Linked DNA regions of Rattus norvegicus: region 2 is linked to region 1. The links are chromatin contacts, called in public Hi-C maps. All regions are on one chromosome and are shown on one strand. Each heading gives the region's core, a stretch centred on a gene start, on an enhancer-like site or on the middle of the called end of the contact. The rest is flanking DNA. Distances are from core to core; before and after follow the strand shown.

Region 1 (6,708 bases), core at 1,432-3,931:
TCCTATTGAATAGATCCTTCCCCCACTATGATATTTTGTTACTAAATAACCTAAATTGTGCATATTACACAAAAGTACTTAATAGCTAGATTTTTGCTGGTCATCAGATAACAAGTTTGCACTATCCTAAAGCACATGTTTATGATATTTATCCTTTTATTTAATGTAGTAGTGGATTCTCAGTTTTATGTATTAAAAGGGTTTTGAGTTTTTCTAACTATACTGCAGTTATATCTTAATATTTTAAACTCCTATTTATTAGCTTTTATTCTCTCTGTCTAGCTCAGGCTGTCCTTGAAAGCACTATTGTCATCAAAGTTTGATTACTTCGGGCTCCAGTTCCTCCACAGTCCTGGACTTGTACACACATGCTGCACGTCTGCTTGGATTTTAAATTATTATAGTAGTCGAGTTTGTTAGACTTCACCAAGAACATATGAAAATATTGTTACAGCTACAGCATCAAAAAAAAACACTTTAGGATTTGGAAAATATGCAAAGTTTCTAATTATTTTAAAATAATTTTATCAACTGCATGAATCTAAAGATTAAAATGTAAAAGTGAAGCAGAAATTCTTCAGAACACTTCATTGGTGTTTCTGAGAAATGTGTTTAATGGTGTGCGTCTTATTTATTTGCAATTATGTAAGAGAAAATAAATGTAATCGAATATGCACCGTTTATCAGAAATGATACTGTGGTGATTGCATTCAGGGAGCAGCCCATACTCCCTGCTCAATTAGTGAGACCATCAAGAAGATGGTGTTATTCTGGGTAATACTTATGATGAAGGCAAGTTAATGTAGCCAAATATCTTCTTTATTTCAAATGGATATCCTAGAAAATATGTAAATCTTAAGATCCCACTACACCTACCATATGGCTTTAAAATAAAAACACATCCTAGCAATAACTGTTGGTATCCAATCTAGAATGTAGACAGATTACAAAATTTATAATTTAATTTTAAGTGCCATGGAGTATGATTGTTCTGGAAACATGTTACTACTCATAAACTCTTTGTTCTGCTTGCTAAAAAATGTTCCTTATGAACTAGCACAAATGAATGTTGATCATTTATTGACCATTTCTATATGCAGAAAATTAATGGTGGATATTTAAAGAAGCAATCACAGTGTCCGGAGATAAGAACAAAATGGAGGGACACCCCTCTGTTAGTCACTGTGCTTTAAGTACAGAGGGTTACATTTGGCAAACTTAGTTTCAATCCCACATCATTAACCTGTTTATTTGATTCTGGAACCAGAAATAACATCTGAGTGCCCACGAGCAATTCTGTTCACTTAACCACAGCTTACCACCTTCACAAGATTTCTCCTCAGCTCATAATTCTTAAAAAGCAAGGTCAAGTGCACTAAGACAGTTACACAGCTCCACACAGAAATGTTACCTTTTTACCATGATCCCATATCCCAATTACGGATGCTTTCTCAGCAGATTGCCAACCTATCTTCATTTCTGATGGTTCCCATCACAGCCAGGTGGAATTCCCAGTTTCCTAGTGAAGCATTAGCTCCCTGCAAGCTGTGTGTTATCTCTACACTTAAATCTTGCCTTCAATTCTTTGCTGCAAAGAACATAAAAGCTTTCCTGTGAGGGAGACGATTGACACTTTTTTTTTCCTGCTATATTTTCTATGAAGTTGCTATGTTCTGGCTTTTGACCTTTGTTTTACGTTCCTTTTAATCTCAGCCCTGTTGTTCTTTGAGCTATTTAGTTTGAATTTCTGGTCTTTCTTCTTATGTTCTTACACTCTTACTTTATGCTTCTAGTCAAAAAAGAATTCTTGATTCTCCTGTCTCTGCCAGGTCAAGTCATTGTTCTGCCCCTTGCGAGAGTGGCAACCTTGGAACCTTGTTTAGGCTGCTTGCTCATACCACCTTGACCTGTGCATTCAGCCTAGTCTTTAGGCAAGATGCACTTGGTGCAGCTTTACCCTTGCTTTTCTCTTCATTGATTAAATAATGTCAAGTCTGGTATTGCTTGGTTCCTAACTAATATGCATCAGCTTCGTTAATCCTCACCATTAAATATCACTGAGGACATGTGGAAATTTTTCTATTGGAGGAGGAATTCGACCATCAGAATTATAGTGGCAAGAAAGGAATTTCTGAAAATCTTCAGTTCATATGTGCAAGCCTTTTACCCCTCAGCTGTTTGTCCTTGGGAGCAAAAAAAAAAAACCCAACCCCCCCAAAAAAAAATCCAAAAGAAATAAAAAAAAATAAAACCTCATATTAATTGTCACATCTCCTGTAAGTGAGTTCTGTTTCCAAGAGTTTCTTTCACTTAAAGGCTATCAGATTACATTAAAGTAAACCTGATTTTTAGTGGGGATCAATAGAAGTAAAGAACAACCAGAGAACCAGAAATTTGATCAAGAGATGATCAGCTAGGATATGCTTGCGTGACCACAGAGAAGGTCTTTCATGAGGTTAAAGGGTAGCCACAGCTCTGATTCTTAACTGAATAGGAGGGAAGAAGTCAGAAAACAAGTTTGAAAAGCATATTAAAGGAGTATGAAAGTCATAAGGAAAGTAAAGAACAGTAGAGAAAGCGATGATGTCAGTGGCAAGCACAGCCTCCCATCACACTACTCCCCCAGGTGTGTGGGGAGCACCATGAAGCACAGGCCTGGGGAGGCTCTCTGCAATCGCCTAGTATGGCCTCCTCCTTTTTCCTCGGTTTTAAGAATACATCATGTTTTTCCTGCCTCCTGTTCACCATACTTAGAAAGTTTGGCTCTGCATGTTCAACACTTTCAGAAATAGTTGCTGCCTTAGAACAGTCTGAACTGGATTAAAAGAAGACTGCTTCCCTGGGGACGAAGAATGAGAAAAGCTAAGTTGCTGCCCTACATGGGAGTTCAGCGCATGCTTCACATCTGCTCTGCTTTCCACTTTTAGTTGGGCTCTTCCCTTTTGTAATGTGCCAGGTGACGTAATGCTGCAGAAGCTTCAGTGTCAGGGCTAACATTTTTATAAGGATAGCATTTTAAAGTGAAGGACTAGCAACTCTACAGTATCCAAGGGCCACTCTGTGTTTCACAGTGGGCCTGTATCTATAGAGAGATCCCCAAGACACTATTAATAGGGTAGGAAGGACATACATCATGTAAGGTAGATTTTATATAAAGTCTTTTTACCACTCCCCCCTCTCTTTACTCTCGTGGTGTGTGTGTGTGTGTGTGTGTGTGTGTGTGTGTGTGTGTCTGTGTGTCTGTGTGTCTGTGTGTGCAATTGTGTGTGCACTTGTGTGTGTGTGAACATGTGTAGTGTTGCTACTTGTAAACACTCTAGCAACAACTTCATACTTGAGGGCAGGGGCTTTTACAGGCAGCCTGTGTATTTACTTAAAACAGCACAATATTTACAGTTAAGGAGTCCTCTGGACTGAACCAGTTAGTCATGCTTCATCTGCTTGTGCACTACTTCTTTCAGAAGCCAATCCTTTCCTTTGGAACTAACACAGTCAGATCATAACCCCCATGGCAACACATTTCATGTGCACATTTGCTTTTAAAGTATAAGCTAACAGGAAAGGGGCTCTGAATGACCCATTGTATCATATACATATACATACATAGACATAGACATAGACATACATACAAACATACATACACACACACACATATATATATATGTATGTATATATATATATATGTATATATATATATATATATATATATATATATATATATATATATATATATATATATGTTGCAGAGGCCAGGGAAAGTTTGAGAAGATTGTAGTATGAGTTGGTGCCTTGTAAGGAGGGCAAAGATCAGAAGAGAAGCACACAATGCCACATGTGAGATGATTGGAGTGTTTGGGCATGTAAAGATCCATATTATCTGACAAAACCAAGGTGCCATCATGCAATAAAATCTAAGTGTCTTCTTCATACAGTAAACCAAGCAAGAAACATATGTAATGTTTTAAATAAGGAAATAATAGGATAGTGATGTAAGGAAACAAAAGAAATTAACACCACATAAGCCTTCCACTGTATAGTCTTGACAGATTTTGTTGTCTCTTTCATTCTTAATGTTATTAAAGGTTCCATAGTAAGAGAGCTAAACTTTTTGGGGCTCCACAAATAGTGAAATGTGGAAGGAAGGTACTCTATATAAGCCTTAATTAGAAAATCTCTGAAAGTCAAATGCTAATTTTGTATTTAAACTTTGTGTAAAGGAAAAGTTAACGTAATGGTTTTTTTTTTTATAATTATTAAAGCTCCCTAAGTCCATGTGAAATCTACACTACTCTTTGCCAAGACACGTGTACCTTATGCATAATAATTTTTAAAAAGTTGCTATGTTCTCACAGCAGATTTTACACCCACATAACACAGAAAAAAATTAGATGCCACTGAGTTCTGTGTACCTAACACACGGAATCTCTCTATGCTTATTTTCTATAAGCATACAGTGAAATCATTGTTATTTTTAAGCCATGAGTTCATTTGCTATGATACGGAAGAGCAAGAGAGGAATTGTCAGAGGAGTGTGTTTTGTTGAGGTATTCTTGGATGTAATTTGGCAATAATTGCTCTCTATTCTTTCCTTGAAAGTATTAGAATTGGTAACCAGAACTCACCCTTTCTCCATGTGAGAACTCTTACAGTCACTAATACATCTTCTACAGTTATTAGTCATAGTGTGATTTATTTTCCTTCCAAAATGTCACTGGTACAAGTAACATCCTCTTTATGTGTCAAAGAGAACTTCCTCATGTGAGTCCTCAGTATAAACATTTTGCCTTCCTTAATGAGTTATTATTAATTTTCAACCCCTTTTAAAACTCACAACAGGTACAAATATATTGCAATTATCAAAATCATATATTATTTAATGATATACTGCAGTGGCCGACATTTTTCCTTACTAATTACTGTGATGTACACGGTACAATCACAATCAGATGGGATTGCACTGCAGTCTGTGGTGTTCCTGGGTTGGAAACTGGCAGTATGGTGGAGTAATGCAAGGAGGAAACTTTCTTAAAAGATGAGCTCATTCAAACAGCAAGGTTAAAAAAAGGTATCTGCTCAGTGGTTAACTCTGCAAAGCAGCAGCGCAGGAGGGAGATGTGCTAGGACTTGGAACTATGTCATTCTCCACCTTCGAATCATCTGTTCCACTGTAACTTGAAAAACACTGAAATTCTATATTAAAGGTAAAATCAGGCCAGGGTACATAAAAGAATAGTTGCCGACATTCAGGCAGAACTGATTATATTCCAAGTAGTGGGAAATTAGGCATCTTTCATGCATTACTGGATTTGATGTTCAAAACAGGGTGGTTATTACCTACTTCTATAAACGATAGGTACAAAGACTAAAACTGGGTTATACAGTTAAAAAGATCCAGGCCTAAGAACAGATGTTTCTCACCCAAAGTCTGCTCTTCCTAATGGAATACCACCAACTCCTACTTTCCACCCCATTCTCCCTTCCTTTAAAGACTACTAACTGAACTACCTATACTCCCCTTCATTTCCCCCTCTCCTTCTGTCCGCATAGCACTTCATCTAGAAAGCATACATTTAGCATTTGTGATATACTAGCTGACACATAGTTATTCAGCAAGAACCATGAAGCATATATTTTGATTTTATACTACATTTTAATAGTACATGCATTTATTTCTAAATAAGTATGTATAATTTATTTAATTGTACAATTTGAATAAAGCCCATGAGTAACACACATACACACATGAATGAATGAACACATATGAGCACACTTAATATCTTTTCTGAGCAAAACAGATATGATAAACAATGCATGGTTCCTAGACATTGGTGCAGTCCTTGGATCCCAAACTCTGGATCCATACCATACATTGTTATTTATTGTAGAATTATTAAAGTGATAATGTTCACAGGAAATCATGAGTGCTATGCTAGAATAATCGTATTAATATCAATACAAGAAGAGAAGAGAGGCTTGGGCTCTTCCTTATTGACATAACGAGGGTTCAGTGAAGAGTTGTGTCACTTCCAGAAAATAAATGGTGCTTGGATGAGCTTGGACTTCTTCACATCCAGAGCAAGACAGATGTTTAGTTTTTAAGCCAGCTAGTCCATGATATCAGCTCATATTCTGGGATACTTACCTCTTTCTCTGGTTTGTTGAAGCATTCTTTCACTCCAGCTACATTAATATGCTTCTATTGATGGACTAAAATTGACAGTTACAGATGTGCACATATTAATTATTAATTATATGCTTGCTAATGTCTCAGTTTTTCCAAAGCTTTCCTTTAAGCTTGTCTTCCTAGGCATGCTGTAATGAAGTTGATGCTACTTTACTTTGGCATGTGGATGAGGAGAGTGAAACTTAGTGACTCGAATTAACTGGTTTTAAGTGACAGATCTATCACCTTACAAATGTAAACAAGAAATGTGTTCCTACATCCATTTCTCTCATTCATTTTCCATGTTATGAGCAGACTACCAGTTTCACAGATTTGATCCAACGTCCTAACATCACCTCAAATGTTTTATATTATTATAAATATCTGATGTTCACAATAACATAATAGAACTGATCTTTGTATGTGTGCATATGTGTGCATAAACATCGATAAATAAATATCTAATGTGTGTTCTATACTGTAATCTATGGCTGCAGAAAAGTTTTTGTTGAATCATTACTGACTAAATACAAATACTAAATACA
Region 2 (6,708 bases), core at 1,525-4,024, 580 kb after region 1:
ACCTTTCTTAGGTAACACAGGGAGTCCCAGAAGCCATGTTTTCACCAACAATATGCATTCCCCTAATGATACTATGCATTTTTTGTACTACAGCTATTTGTCTTCATTCAATACACCTTGAATACATTTCAAAGCTTGCTGTGACTATAGTTAAATTTTATACTACTGATGGTATGAATGATTTTTTTTACTTATTCCTTATTAATGTACAGTGCTTTTGAGAAATCTTACGAAATCCAAGTGAACCAAAAGTGGTAGGAAAAAAAATCACACTTAAACATATTAACAGATAAATTGAATTGGCATTCAACTCAATAAAAATTCTACTCATTTAATTTTCCTTCTCACTCTTTAAAATAGCAAGTATACTTATTATATTATTCGTGTGGCTAAACTTTATTAAGGTAAGTAGAGGTGCATATTCGAAGGATACTATCAAGTTAAGGTATTTGCCTCAAACAACAGTATATTCAACAAAGTTATATGATGTATATACAGATATTGATATACAGACATATAGTTGATAAATGTGTGGCTACACATATAGATAAGTAATGACTTTTATTATGTTACTTAACAAATAATAGTTTTCCAATATTTCTAAAAAAAAAGACACATGTATATTACTTAAATGTATAATTTGCATTGCAGGTCACCTGTTTTCAATACATACAAACTTTCAATTCACTATCATCTTGAATAATAAAGCTTTAGAAAAGTAGAGTTTTTAAAAGTTACATTAAAGCTATGTCTATAACCAGAAAGCAATTTGCACCAATTGCAACCACAATTGTGGGGTTTGCTATTACTCATTCCTAAAGCGTTAAACATGTATCTAGACATCTGTGAGAACAGTATTTTGGTTCCCACTACACTTTAACATCATTGGTACTGGCATTCTCTACATTCCCATATGCCTGGATTCATGTACCCTACATGCAATACATGAAAGAAATACCAAATTGCACATATGAAAAGCAGAATAATTTTATCAGTAGTTTAACATTGCAATCCTAGACCTAATTAAAATTGCTTTGCTTTCTAAATTATGTCTTTTAAAAAAGATCCTCCTATCCAGAACTTCATAAATTATATGACCACATGGTCGACAAAATCAAATTTATGTTGCGGTTGTTACAGAAATAGACTTATAAATTCTATATTTATATTAAGGGAAAGGAAGGTATATTCGCTTTCACCAACTGCAACTGTAAGCAAATGCAGGTACACAGCACTTTATTAGTAAAAACTCCTTTGGTAAGCATACGTTAGAGGAATTAATCATTCATTCCCTGCAGACTGCTTATGTATTTCATCAGGCCATTATCTGATCTGAATAACAAGAACAATTGCATAATAAAACACATTACTGCTGACACTAGCAACTTCATTCTTTTAACTTTAAAGTTGCAACTCCTATATGACACAAAAAAAATGGTGTCAAAAAGCTAACAATTTTACCACTCTGGCTAGGGTTCACCTCTCTGTGGTTATAGAAACAGTTGCCAGGTATCTCTGTAGGCATGACTAGAAACAGCTTTAAGTCAGGCTACTCTTGTTAACAGTGTGACACAATTATAACAGAGGCAGAATGTGTGTCAGTTTATTAGTAAAGTAATTGATACCTCCCTGCTTTCAGAAATGAGGCAGAATGAACAGTTCTGCCATGCATTCAGTGGGAATAGATATGTAGTAAAACATATACAATTGAATGCTCGGTTCATTCTTAAGTACTGCTGCTTAGGGATAATTATCCCTTCAGTTTTGTATGTTTTTTTTTCAAATGTTATACATCATCTCAGAGATGTGAGGTCACAAATTATAGAGAACATATACACAATCCAAATTTGATCAACCAGTGACCTCAGTTTAAATTATTTAAATTCATTTAAATCCAATCACTGAAATGGAGAGAAATAGGTGAGAAATAAAGTGATGTACAGGAGAAAATGACACATCTTTCTGAAGTGATTCTTTTCTATTACAACTTTCTGTCACCGGAATCATCGTCGGGTTCATTGTCCTGTCTGATCACTCTAAAACTTATGTCCCAAGACAATCAGAACCACCCAAACAAGATGGCACAGCTCTAAATGCTTTTCCATTTTTAACCATTTTGTCTTTTTCATATTTTTAAAATCAATTATCCAATGAAATTTTTATTTAACTACTTTAGTAGAGAGGTGACAAGATTTTGACCACAAAAGTATCAATTAATTATGAGACATTCCATAAGCATCAATTGATAAGCGGTTCTTATAAAGAAAATTTGCCTGCTAGTTCGTTGTAATTCTCAGTCTAGTTTTATAAATTTGCAAGGTTTTTATTGAAAAAAGTATGTTTTATGTTAAGAGGAAAAAATGAAAGTTAGAGATAAATCACATTGACTTTCTTTCATTAACACTATTTTACTCTAGTCTGTGTAAGTGCCATTGTGCCCAAGAACTTTGCGTTTAAATCGGTCAGTTGTTTCTAATCTGCAGTTCCTACTGTACCTACTGTATATGTAACAATGCAAGAAGAATTAGATTCAGAACCCATTTGGCAGTGATAAAGAGGGAGAAATGCTGAAACGTTATTGATTGTGCAAAACAAACTGACTCAACTATATTTTTCCTGACATAACATAAAGGTTTTATTTAGATATTACAAAATATTGGCGAATGTTAGGCTACACATGTCTCTCATTCTTATAAGGTAACTTCAACCCTTTCGTGGAGAGAGGACGGGTGTCCTACTTGCATGCATAGAAAAGCTGCAGCCTCTGACAGGGGATGACAATCCGAGAGAAATGCTACCTGCAAAAGTTTTTGATGCAGCGATATTCAGCCTTAAGAGATCCCTTAAACCTGTCAGGAGCTGATGAGTCTGTCACAGTTCATAACCGGCTGTGTCAGAGTCACAGCCTCAGCCCGCTCTCACACTGCATTTTTCACAGTTCCACTCCAAATTAACTTCATCAGATTCTCCAACTAGGCTTGTGCCAGGACTTCCTCCACGCATAAACTGTTCACAGACATGAAGTCATCCGAGTAAGATTGTCTTCTAGTCTTGCAAACCATCTTTCTTAACTTTCCCTTGACCCAGTTAATTTTGCTCATGCTCCATCCAACTAAAGATACAACAAGCAACCCACAGAAGTCAGCAAAGGATGGAACTTGGGGGTGGACCAGGGTTGAAGGTGACAGGAAGGAGGGGGCAATGGGCTGGGAATCCTCGAGCTTTTCCTAGGTAATAGTCATTCAGTCTTAGAGCCAACCAACATGTTCACAAGCCAGGTCTTCCAGCAGCCCTCGAACAATGAGCCTTTTACAATCAGACTCCTGGGAATACTGCACATGCAGACACTCCTAAGTGAGCTTCCACAAAGAAACCCACACAAAAATGTTTAGCGAAGCACTTCTCAGGTAGGAATTACTCAAGTTATATAAGGCAAGTTCTTCCCTGGCAACAAGAGACAGGAGGAAGCATTCGGTAGCCGCCTCACTTTAGAGAGCAAGACCAGAGAGCAGTTTTACTTACTAGGGCAGCCGCTCTGCTTTCCTCGGGAACAGAGGAGTCTTCCTTCCCTTTCTTCCAGTGCAACCAAGAACTGTCTTTCTATTCCAGGGTCCGGGCTCAACTGCAGACAGGGAGAGCAAGGGCTACAGCTGGCAGCGCTCACTCGGCATCGGTGGGCTGCAGCGCTTCGGCTTCTTTAAAAGTGGTATCTGCGTGTGCGAGGGCGGTGCGGGAGGGTGGCGGCGCACTCAGAGCCCGCGGGTCCCGCAGACGCCGGGGCGAGTGCCCGCAGGTGCGGCGGTGCGCGCGGGCGGGGCGGGGCGGGGCGGACCAGGCGGCTGCGGCGGGAGGGAGCGCCCGGGATGCTGGGGCTCGCACTCCGCTGGCTGGCTTGCTCGCGCTCGCGCACAGGCGCTCGCACCCGGCCCCGCGCGCCGCCCGCGCTCACCTGCATTTCCTTAACGAGCCACTTGATGGCTGCGGCGGCGCGGCCGCGGCGGGCAGGACCGGCGGGGGGCGGCAGGCTGCCGAGGCGACGGAGACCCGATCCCGGGTGGCCAGGCCTTGCCCTGACCACAGGCTCAGCATGGAGAGCACCCTCCGACTACCGGGTGCTGGACAGCGCCAGGCCAGGTGCGCACTTCTGCAGGTGTCCCCGCTGCTCCGCTCCAGGTTTCCTTGGAGGGAAGCTGGCGGTAAGGGGTGAAAAGTGGGGGTCTGAAAGGTAGGGACCAGAGCAGTACAGTCAGAGGATGGAGAGAGAGAGAGAGAGAAAGAGAGAAGGATGCACTTGTCTTAAGGATGTGCTTCTGATATAGGATGTAGTTTGCAGTCCGGGAGCTGACCAGTTTGGCAGGGCTTAAGGGAAAGAAGGGGTTCAGTGTGGTGCCGGCTATCTTGAAGAGAACCTGTGGAAGAGTTGCTAGGATGCAGCCTCCATACTCCGGAGACGACGCCCACAGGTATATGATGAAAGGGTGCTTCAACACCACCTTGATACCCCAATGCAAATGGTTTGCACCTTCCCCCAACCCCCAGATGCACTTCAGACTTGGTTCTCCGGAGAGAGGAACTTAGCCTGTATCCCTGAGAAAGGTAGACAGGGAACCGACTTCTCAAGGACAGGATGGGTAGGATAAAGGCTTTCTTAGGTTTACCATCATGTCTGATCAGAACACAGCTATTGGCAACAAAATGCTGTCCTCTGCTAAACAAAAGCATATCACTTGGTTGGTGCTTAAAATGAAGAGGAACCAAAATAATTATCACGTTGGTAACAATACCAACCCAGAGCACTGTGGGTATACTCTGGCTTAAGGTGCTTTGAACGTTGTGGAGGAAACCAAACAGCTGTGAGTCACTTCTATCCAAAGAGGCATAAAAGCCTCATCAACATCAGTGACATGCTCCCACAGTATTCCTTTTCCTTTCATGCCTGATTTCATTCTTGCTTAGTTTTTTTGGCTCTTCATTAGTGACCCATTCTCAGTCGGGGTTTCCTGCTTAGCCTCCCTAAGGCCACTGCGCTCACAAATCCAAAAAGTTTCACAGGTACCTTATTTGTGTCTTAAAATGGCTTTTGGAAATGTCAGTATGTAAAACAAGTGACACACGGTGTAAGAGAATGCACGTGGCATCTTTATGCAATTATACAGAGCACTTGCTTTTCTTATGTGTTATCTGTCCAAGATGGTGACTCATTCTCTCTCTCTCTCTCTCTCTCTCTCTCTCTCTCTCTCTCTCTCTCTCTCTCTCTCTCTGTGTGTGTCTGTCTGTGTGTCTGGCTGTGTGTCTCTCTGTGCTTCTATCTCACTGTCTCTCTCTGTTTCTCTCCACCCTTCCCTTTCGCCCTCCCTTTTCCTCTCTTCCTCCCTCCATCTTCTCTCTCCCTCTCCTCTATGTCCTCCTTTCCCTTTCGTCCTTTCCCTTTCCCTCTGTCTCCCTTTCTTCTTTCCTCCTTCCAGCTTCTTTGCAAAATGCACCCCCCCCCCGTCCTGTCTCAGTTCCTTCCAGTTAGTCTTCAATACTGGTTTTACATGAACTTTGTTAGGCAGCCTCTGACTACCAACAGGGAGTTGGAGCTGATTGGTAAGAGGGATGCTGAGACTCAAGGATACAGCTCCGTTTCCTGTCATCACTAGCTCATTACATATGCTAGTCTACTCAATGCCAAGTGGCAGCAGAAATGGTTTCCTCTCTGCTATCCATAATAATATCTTTATCCTCTCCTTGAAAACATAATTAATAATAAAAGAAATAATGCATCTCAAAACCATGGGAAGAGCAGACGGATGCTGGTTTGATGCTAGTCACCTTCTCCACTGCTGCTACCGACAGTGCGGCCACTTTCCCCTTTGTTCTGCTGCTTCTATTGGGTTAAGCAAAGCACTTGGCCCTTCTACTGTGTTGTTCTTCCACCTTTCCCCTGACAATAGTTTGTGTATTTTAAATAAAGATTTCATTCTGCCAACCCGCAGGAAGCTTTTAACAAGATGCAGCTGAGCATGTCGATATCTTACATCTTTTTACTGCTGTTGGGGTTGCTCAGCTCCTTGAAGCCGCTCACTACCTCAGACAAACACTGGCACCTTCCAGAGACAGTGTTCCCAGGCTTGATTTACACTCATTGTTACAACTATCCTTTGGTGCCCTCTGGAAGAGCACAGGACATTGCCAGTAAAAGGAAGAGTGGGCGTTGAACTGAAGAACGTTTCTGCCTCTCCCCAGTGAAAGCAGCCTATTTTTTCATTGTGAATAGTTCCGTGTAATGGTTTTGTTAATGATTATTTTTGGTGAACATAGATTGAGACTGGACTATGGCGCATAAATTTGTTCCAAGTCTTTGGAGTTCAGGGTGTTCATTTACCTACCTGTCTGTTAATTCTGGAATATTTAGTAGGATTTACAATTTCATTGGAAAGGCAGATTTTTGTCTTTATAAAGCTACTGGTGAATATTTTCTTTAAAATTATTTAAGTTGACTGTCATTGAACCAAGTGTTAAAATAACCATAAGGTGAAATTGAAATCAACAAAACAGAGTATGGGAAGAGGTGAAGGAGCCGGGCCTGGAATATGAGTTTACGCAGGGATTTATCTGGCGATGTTTCTTCATTTACTAGATATTAATTTCACTTTGTTGTATTTAAACTTATAATGGGTTTGACTAGCCTGCTTTAAGTGAAAGAAATCTCCGAATTTACATTTG

The links. A called contact is a pair of places that touch in the nucleus more often than the background predicts.
Region 2: a Hi-C map of prefrontal cortex shows a contact between it and region 1, with 6 times the contacts expected there. The contact joins the promoter of Ptprdl here to the enhancer-like site in region 1. A contact is called at or near these places in 2 of 12 Hi-C or Micro-C datasets (frontal cortex and prefrontal cortex).

What each region holds. Positions count from the first base shown.
Region 1 is chr5:96,827,705-96,834,412 of GRCr8, forward strand. All of the region lies in intron 2 of Ptprd (protein tyrosine phosphatase, receptor type, D), which reads right to left. Among named protein-coding and RNA genes, the nearest start is that of Ptprdl, 580 kb to the right of the region's middle. Within about 2 kb of position 2,682, at least 10 of the 93 cell types and tissues checked have an H3K27ac peak or open chromatin away from gene starts, as enhancers often do. A contact at or near this core is called in prefrontal cortex, where this site is marked.
Region 2 is chr5:97,411,842-97,418,549 of GRCr8, forward strand. It overlaps Ptprdl (protein tyrosine phosphatase, receptor type, D like), which reads left to right and starts at 2,775. Exons shown (of 3, transcript XM_039111479.1): 1 at 2,775-2,876; 2 at 3,479-4,134. The coding sequence starts at 2,775. It overlaps Ptprd (protein tyrosine phosphatase, receptor type, D), which reads right to left and starts at 3,657. Exons shown (of 37, transcript XM_063288574.1): 1 at 3,523-3,657.